Regions from separate parts of the Mus musculus genome. Here region 2 is linked to region 1. A link is a contact called in public Hi-C data. All regions are on one chromosome and are shown on one strand. The core of a region is the stretch at or near the end of the contact, and the rest is flanking DNA. Distances in the headings are between cores, read along the strand shown. Region 1 overlaps Grk3 (G protein-coupled receptor kinase 3). Region 2 has its middle 6.2 kb from the start of Gm22740.

Evidence for each region. Hi-C and Micro-C count contacts between places; a contact is called where the count stands out from the background.
Region 2: a contact with region 1 is called in a Hi-C map of the MNK3 cell line, with 5 times the contacts expected there. The contact joins two enhancer-like sites. A contact is called at or near these places in 26 of 484 Hi-C or Micro-C datasets (B cells, the MNK3 cell line, the N1E-115 cell line and 17 more), 5 of 115 datasets of contacts at active chromatin or transcription factors (SST interneurons, astrocytes, bone marrow-derived dendritic cells and 2 more) and 2 of 9 other capture datasets (embryonic stem cells and pancreatic islet).

What each region holds. Positions count from the first base shown.
Region 1 is chr5:112,948,628-112,952,864 of GRCm38.p6, forward strand. The region is part of intron 9 of Grk3 (G protein-coupled receptor kinase 3); the gene reads right to left. Among named protein-coding and RNA genes, the nearest start is that of Myo18b, 54 kb to the left of the region's middle. Within about 2 kb of position 1,819, at least 33 of the 459 cell types and tissues checked have an H3K27ac peak or open chromatin away from gene starts, as enhancers often do. A contact at or near this core is called in the MNK3 cell line, where this site is marked.
Region 2 is chr5:113,048,229-113,052,465 of GRCm38.p6, forward strand. No RefSeq gene overlaps it. Among named protein-coding and RNA genes, the nearest start is that of Gm22740, 6.2 kb to the left of the region's middle. Within about 2 kb of position 1,838, at least 20 of the 459 cell types and tissues checked have an H3K27ac peak or open chromatin away from gene starts, as enhancers often do. A contact at or near this core is called in the MNK3 cell line, where this site is marked.

The DNA.
Region 1 (4,237 bases), core at 569-3,068:
CCCAGCCACACATTCTGCATGATCACTACCATTAGCACCATGGTGCTGAGCCAGGACCAGCTGTTTGGAGCTATTACCTGGGCTGTGCATTACATGACCTGACCACTGCACACAAAGTAGACAGTCGGTGGCCATCTGTACTATGGGTGCAGGAGGCCTCTGCTTGGATTAGCCTAGCCTGGGAAAGGCCTCAAGGAGAGTCGGGGAGGGGACTCATGACTGTGGCACGAGACTCTGGACCTGAACATTGTTAGCTCAGGCTCTGCAGACCACACACAGCATCTGACACCTATTCTCTGTGTCCTTTCCTTACAAGGCCTCCAGATATGGATGAACCATTCTCAGCTTACGGGCTGGCTTTGGTGCCAGTGCCACACAGCTCTTGCTGAGCCAGCTATTCAGCTATATAGGGGGCGGCTGTAATAGACAGCAACACGGGCTATCTCACACTCTCAGGGAGAGAAGCAGAAACAGCCACACGTGGGTCAGGCTCACAGCAGAGACAGCCACCTTGCGAGAGCTCAGGAGAAGAATGGCCTGGGCAGGGAGCTGGGGTCTCAAGCCTTGGGGTGACTTCAGGACTTCAGGCTCCTGACAAACCTCCATCTCCTGCTCTCAGATCCTGATTCAGCAGGATTCTCTGCTGGACTCTGCACAGCATCAGCTCAGACTCTTCACACATCCTAGCCACTAAAGAGCCTCAGCAGCGATACGACCTACCATACAATGAGGCCTGCCATACCATATGGTCTCTCTCGACACTGTGAATTATTAAAGTCCAAAGAAGCGTTGAAGTTTCCCTGGTTTAACTTTTCAGGTGTACTTTTTGGCTTTATCGGGTTCTCATATCTACCATCCATCTCCATCCAGTCCCTTCCAACCCCCCAACACTAGGTAGGAGGGAAAGAAAGAGGGGAGAGGGGGGCATAGATCTCTTTAGACCACTTGCTGCTGACCAGGGGTGTTAAATTCCTAGAGGCAAGTCCAATCTCAGTTGTCAGGATATCTCCAACCAGCAAGCCAGCAAAACAAGAATCCAGAAACCAGCAGCAGCAGGGAAACCAGCAATCACCCCAGCCCCTCGATGTTATACCCGCTCTAGAGTCCCCAGAATTCCAAATGTAAACTGTCTGCAGCTGGCAACAAACCATGCCCCTCCAGGAGCACGAGACCAATCTAGTTAACGGCTGTGGTCAAACTGAAGCAGCCCCATATGCCACACCTGGGATTAAAACAACAACAACAACAAAAAATATTCACATAACGTAACTGTTTTATTCACATATAACTGTTTTTTTTTCCAGAAACCAAAATTCTCACTACATAACTTCCTTAAAATGTCAGTGTTGGGAAGACTCTCATTCTGTAAGATTCTTGACATGTAAGCAACAGGGTCTGGGATTGATCTCCAGGACCTACATTAAAAAGCTAGGCGTGCTCGTAGGCACTTGGGATCCCAACACTGAGGTGGCTGAGAGAGATGAGTCCTGGGCCTCCTGGGGCAGCCGGCCTAGCTCAGTTGTTGAGCCCCGGGTTTTCTATCTCAAAACACAGGGGAAGGCCAACAATCTAAGAGTAACCCCTGACATGTGACCTCTCACCTTTGACCTCCACACTCAAGCAAAAGAGTGCACACACAACCACACACAGAATATGCATTAACAGGCTCCAAAATCTCCACGTCAAGGTTGCGCAGATGATTTCGAGCTGGTGTGCACTATAAACGAAGCATGGACAAACTTGGACTCATTTCCATAAGTCTACTAGAGAAAATTGGGTCAGGGTGACTGGCAGCTTCCTCTTCCGGCCTCTGGTCTGCTGAGGCGGTGAAGTTGCTGACTCTAAGAGTTGTGCATTTTCAAGTACATAAAGCACAGAGCTATCCTCCCATAAGCCAGTGGGCTTCTGGGGCCCTGTCTCGGTTAGGGTTGTTATTGCTGTGCTGAAACCAAATAACTAAAGTTAAGTTGGGGAAGAAAGGGTTTATTCGGCTTATCCATCCTAAATCATCACACTCCACTGAAGGAAGCCAAGACGGGAAATGGACAGAGACCTGGAGGCAGGAGCTGATGCAGAGGCCATGGAGGGGTGCGGCTTACTGGCTTGCTCCTCATGGCTTGCTCAGCCTGCTTTCTTAAAGAACCCAGGACCAAGAGCCCACGGATGGTCCCGCCCACAATGGGCTGGGCCCTCCTCCACCAATCACTAATTAAGAAAATGCATCGCTTGCTTACAGCCTGATTTCATGGAGGCATTTCCTCACCTGAAGTTCCCTCTTTTCAGCTTGTGTCCAGTTGACACAAACTTGCCAACACAGGTCTCCATCTTCTCTAGATCTTCCCGTGACCTTCCCTTGCTACACTACCTCCTCATACTCAGTGCTCCTCCCCCCTCGTGCCCTGTGATCTAGTAGGCATCTCAGTGGAAAAGAGAAGTGGGTAGACCTGAAACTCAGCAAAGCCAGGGTCTTTCCCAGCTGGGGTGGGGAACTGTACCCAGGACACCAGGGGGGCTCACAGGGGAGATCCTGGCACATACAGTGGCTTGTGGTCTTTCTAATGACAGTCCAGAGTTTTTAGCAAGATAGGGAATGGGTTTTAGAATTAGAATTTAGAATTAGAGGGAGAAGAAGAAAGAGGAGAAGGAGGAGGAAAGAGGAAGAGGAGGAGAAAGAAGAGGAGGAGGAGGAGGAGAAGGAGAAAAGGAAGGAGGAGAAGGAGAAGGAGAAGGAGAAGGAGAAGGAGAAGGAGAAGGAGAAGGAGAAGAAGAAGAAGAAGAAGAAGAAGAAGAAGAAGAAGAAGAAGAAGAAGGTCTCACTTCCATATTTAAAGACCAGCAAGCCAAGCCCTGAATTGGGAACTGCTTGACTGAGGCCACAAAGAAATCAACAGCCAGCCACGATGGAAACCCCACGTTCCCTGAGCATCCCCCCAACAGCTCCTTATAAGGTGGTTTGCACAGTGCCAGGTACAGGCTCCCCTTGACCCAGTTCCAGCAAGGTGGATTTGAGTACTTTTTTATTCACCAGCCTCAGCCCTGACACATCAAGTTCTGAGCATGCGAGCCATTCAAGTTTGAGTCTCTCTAACAGACAAGGCTTGCTTCCCCAGTCTCAGATCTACGTCACTGGGATGATTTCTGCCCACCTGGGAAAACCCATGACTACTTCATCTGGCCTGGCTACACCTGCCAACAGAGCCTTCCCTCATCTCTGTGGGAGAAGTGATGGCCTGACAGCACCCAATGGCATCTGACCAAGCTGACCTTGAGACTGAACAAAACACCTGTGGCCAACCCTTCCCCCACCACACCAGGGAACCCCTCCCCCAGACACTAGCCTGGAGCTCAGTTGCTCCCTTGGGCAGTCTCCCTAGTGAGATGAGAGGGAACACCATTGGCTACAGTTCTCACCATCTTACCAGAAGCCCCATGGAGCTTTTCAATGAGACAATATTAAACACCCAGTAAGGGAGGAAGACTGGCAAGCCTCATTGATCCAGGAGCCAAGCAGACACCAGAAGGAGGGTCACAGGGTGTCCAGGACACACAGAACTGAGCACTGACACTCCCAAGTCACCTTACTATAGTGTGCCAGGTTGAAGCACCTGGATTGTCATTAGCAAAACAGTCAAGTATCTGAACATGAGGAGGGTTAATTCCCTCAAGTTAGTTCAAGTTAGTGGCCCAATAGAACCTGGATTTCGAGTTTATTTCCTTCAGGTTGGACCAAAGCAAAGATGCTGTACTTCTCACCCCACTAGCCCTTCATCTGAATAAGGGAAACATTAAAAGAATACATGCAACCTGACCTTTCCAACACCAAGAGAAAAAAAAAAGAAAGAAAGAAGAAAAAGAACAGAACAGAACATCCTCCATTAGACTTCTTAAAAGCCAATGGGGCTTTGAAATAACTCATTAAAAAAGAGGCTAAATGTCCAGAGTTGGAAGAAAAACGTGCGTAATTAGGGCGCATAATTAGGGATTAATTAGAGTCCACCCCTCATTTCATTTTACAGTTCACCTAAATGATGTGGTTGTTTTGCTTCAGTAGCAAACAGTTCTTCTAGAAGCTCCAAAAAGAAGTGCTAGAGTCATTGTCAACTGCAATTCAATAAAAACAGGTCACACAAACAAACACACACACACACACACACACACACAAACCCAGAAAACAAAAACAAAAACAAAAAACACTTTGTCTCCAAAGGAATGATCCTAAAGGTGAGCTTGGGTCAGT
Region 2 (4,237 bases), core at 588-3,087, 100 kb after region 1:
TTTCCTTAGTTGTAAGTGGGGATCCAAAAGGCTCAGCGCATCAAATGATCCTATTAACATGCCACCACCGCCACCACCACCGCCACCACCACTACCCAACAGTGCCAGGTAAAGGTGTAAAAACACTGCCTTCAGCAGATGTCATGCCACTGCCAGGTTTGTCCCTTCATGTCATGTCTCAGGCTGGTTCTAGGATGCTGGAAGATATAAGGAGGCTGCCAGGCTCTTTGGACACAATATTGCTGGCCAGGCTCATGGACAGATACAGTGTTTCCATAGAAGTTCACTACACACACACACACTCTGCACAGTCATCTCAGAGGACTTATAGTGCAACCCTAGCTGGATGCTGTGGTCCTTCTTATCTACCTGATCCAGTGAACAACTTCAGGGTAAACCTGTCCAAAATGTTTGTATTCACTATCTTTCTGTTGCTGTGGTAAGATACCATGACCATGGCACTTAGAGACAAAAAGTTTCTCTGGACTTATGATTGCAGAGGGATGAGACCATCTTAGCAGGGAAACATGGCAGCAAACAGCAGAGCAGGCAGCCAAGAACTCACATGCTTAACTCCAACCAGAAAACAAGGAGAGGCAACGAGAAGTAGAGCAAGGTCTTTTAAACTCTTAAAGCCAATCCACAGTGACATACTTCCCCCCAAAGCCCACCCCCTCCCAATGACGTACCCCCCCCACCAAAGCCCACCTCCCAATGAAGCTCTTCTTCCAAAGCCCAGGCCCCAGTGATTTACCTCCTCCAACGCCTAAGTCCCCTTACCCAGTGATGTACTTCACTATCAAGGCCAGGCCACCCAAAGCTCGAGGAACAGTGCTAACTGGGAACCAGCTCTTCAAATGGCCAGGATTGGGGGCGGAGTGGGGGTGCATTTCATTCAAGCCACCTCAATGTTCAGTATGGATGTGACACTTTCCAGGTGGTTTTGACCCAACTGTAGCTGATTAAGAGGGTATGGGGTCTTAGATACAGGACGCCCCATGGGCTCTGATGATATCTGTGCTCCACTGGAGCTGAGAAACTGGGCTTCTCCCTCAGGAGAGGTGTCCTGGCTCCAAATGTCATCATATGTGCTTGACTCTTTTACAACAACACATTTCTTAAATAAAGACTCGAGATCATAGGGATGATCTTCCATAGCTTAGCCATCTATGGTTCCATCAATAGGGGCCACAGAGCCACCAGGCTGAGGCTCAGAGGCTCCTGGGCTGAAGTGAATATAGTTCAAAGACTATGCAGACCCTACCCAGATGCTCTTCTCCCCAGGTGGTCCCCATTCCAGGTGGTTCCCCACCCCAGGTACTCCCTATTCCCAGATGCTCCCACCATAGGTACTTCCTTCCACCCAAAAGTGCTCCCCATTTTAAAGTTCCTACTTGGAGTGCTCCCCACTGTAAAGTTCCCTACCTGGAGTGCTCCCCGATGAGATGGCCTCACCTCAAGTACTCCCTACCTTAGGTGCTCCCCAACCCTATGTGATCCCTGGACCCTGGGATATTGAGGTACCCGCTTGCTTTGTCATCCCCAGAACCCGTACCCCCAAGGACACTGTCCCCTTTTGTGTATTTTGAAATGTGCTTCTCTACTCCCAGCACAGTCTGTAGCAGTAAACAGCATTGGGGTGGGAATTCCTCAAAAGAATTGCAAACCACAGACTCAGTCAGGTGCTCCAACTCCCTCAGTGGGTCAGGTGATGGGGTCCAGGGGGTTGTTTCCTCTCCCTCCTTCCCCATCTTTTATTCCAAGCTTGTTTTGATCCTGTGGTTGCTAAGATACCAGCACTTGGTGGCAGTTTCTGAGAGGCCATGTGGTCCAGTTTGTATGTGCTCCACTCCCTGCAAAAACACAGTAGGGGGCCAAGCTTGGGGTTCAGGCCAGGGCACAGTGGGGACTATGGAATGAGACTGGCAGGTCCCTGAGTGCTGTGATGCTGAGCCCACCAGCAGAGTCTACCCAGTCAGAGTCTACAAGTCTCCCAGCCCTTCTGAGCCTGTCTCCTTCCTCCAAGACACCCACAACACATGCCCAAGGAGTGCAATCTCAAAGAAAGCTGTGTGGATTGGAACATCATATAGTTTCCCATACATCACATCTGAGCCTGGTTTTGTGTGACAGTTACACACACACACACACACACACACACACACATTTCTCTGAACCAGCAAAACTGGTTACAACAGAACACAGTATCTGTGGGAACTCTGTAAACAAAATATCTCAAGCAGAAAGCAGAATAATACACTCTGACTCATCAGCGCATGTAAAAGAGAGGACCACAGAGCATCCTCACATAGGAAGCTCTCTCACCTCCCACACAAGCCCTCAGAGGTCTCACCCTGCACCCTAGTGTCCCAGACACAGGGTGAAGTCTGTTCACATTTCTCACACAGTGGAGGCCAGCCTCGACATCCCATAGCATCCACATGCACTGTCCTCAAGGCCGTGGCACCAGGGGACACCTCACTCTGAATTTGTCCAGAGCTCACCAGTGCATTCCCTGGAAAAGGTGGACGTCTCCGTCCCCCTGGCACCTTCCCAGAGCTGTGTGTGTGTGTGTGTGTGTGTGTGTGTGTGTGTGTGTGTGTGTGTTGCTTTTCTTCTCTGTTGTTTTCTAACAACTTCCTGTATAAATCAAGGCTGAACTCCAGTTCTTTTCATTAAAAACAACCGATGCTGTGGAAACAGTTGAGAGGCCAAATGGGCTGTCCGTGCTACTTCACAGATGCTCCCTGGCTGACAAAGATGCCTGCTCTTCCTCCACAGCCCAGTTCCCACAGTACCCGGTCCATGGCCAAAAGTCTGTGGAGAGAGTCCAAATGAGTAGATGAAAACACAGAAGTAAGTTAGGGGTTAGATGCAGGTGTGGAAGCACATGTGTGTGTGAACAGCCACTTGAGGATGGTGTGTGTGTGTGTGTGTGTGTGTGTGTGTGTGTATACAGCCACATATGAATGGTGTGTGCACATGAATAGCCATATGTAAATGGATGTACATGTGAGCAGCTACATGTGGATGGTGTGTGTGTGTGTTTGTGAGTGTGTATATGTGTGTGAGGAGCCACATGTACATGGTGTGTGCATGTGAGCAGCCATATGTGGATGGTGTGTGTGTGTGTGTGTGTGTGCATGTGTGTGTGCAGCCACATGTGGATGGTGTGTGTGTGTGTGTGTGTATGTGTGTGTGCATGTGTGTGTGCAGCCACATGTGGATGGTGTGTGTGTGTGTGTGTGTGTGTGTGTGCATGTGTGTGTGCAGCCACGTGTGGATGGGTGTGTGCATGTGAACAACCATATGTGGATGTGTGTGTGTGTGTGTGTGTGTGTGTGTGTATGTGTGTGTGTGTGTGTGTATGAGCACCCATGTACCCATGTGTGGACGGGTATGTGTGTGAACAGCCATGTGTGAATGGTGTGTGAAAGAGCTCTACAGAGTTCCTTCTCTTTTTCTCTTTTTACTCTCTCCTTTTGTTTACTCTTTGGGGACTAAACAAACTGGGAACTGGGTCTGGCATCTGCCTTCACTGAGACTTCACTTCAGTAAGGAGAAGGACACGGTCCAAGGAATTAGCCAAAAAGCTACAAAACCACCTGTGTAGGTTTAGAAAGATGGCCCAATGGTTAAGGGCACCAGCTGCTCCTGTAGAGGACCTGGTGTCTGGTCCCAGTACCCACATGGTAGCTTACAACTATCTATAACTCCAGGTCCGGGGAGCGGGGGACGGGGACTGATGCTCTCTTCTGGTCTCTGGGGGCATCAGGCATGCAAAGGCTCACAAGCATACATGAAGAACAAGAATACACATAAAATAATGAAATAATGAGACAGCGTTTTTTTAAAAACCTGGGACCATTGTGCCAGGCCACCGACATCTCTACAAGAAACCTCCAAAAGCTCTGATCCTCACTCTCCATCCCCTCCACCCAATGTCCAGCCAGAGAGGCTGAGATGCAACGTGGGGCAGAGGCTGCAAAGAACCCACGGGCAGCTGGGGAAATGAGCAATCTTCCATCTCTCACTCTGTGGCTCCTGTGTCAGGTGTGAGGCATCCACCGTTGTGTGGAAGCAAATAAGCCAGGTGCTGATGGCTTCTCCAGTGCCTGATGGGAGCCTGCGGGAGTGGCAAAGGCCGCTGCTAAGTGGAACAGACTTCAAATAAAAGCCATTGGCTCCTGGTGGATCTGTCTTTCACACCATGAGCGCATGTGCAAGTGAGACGGTG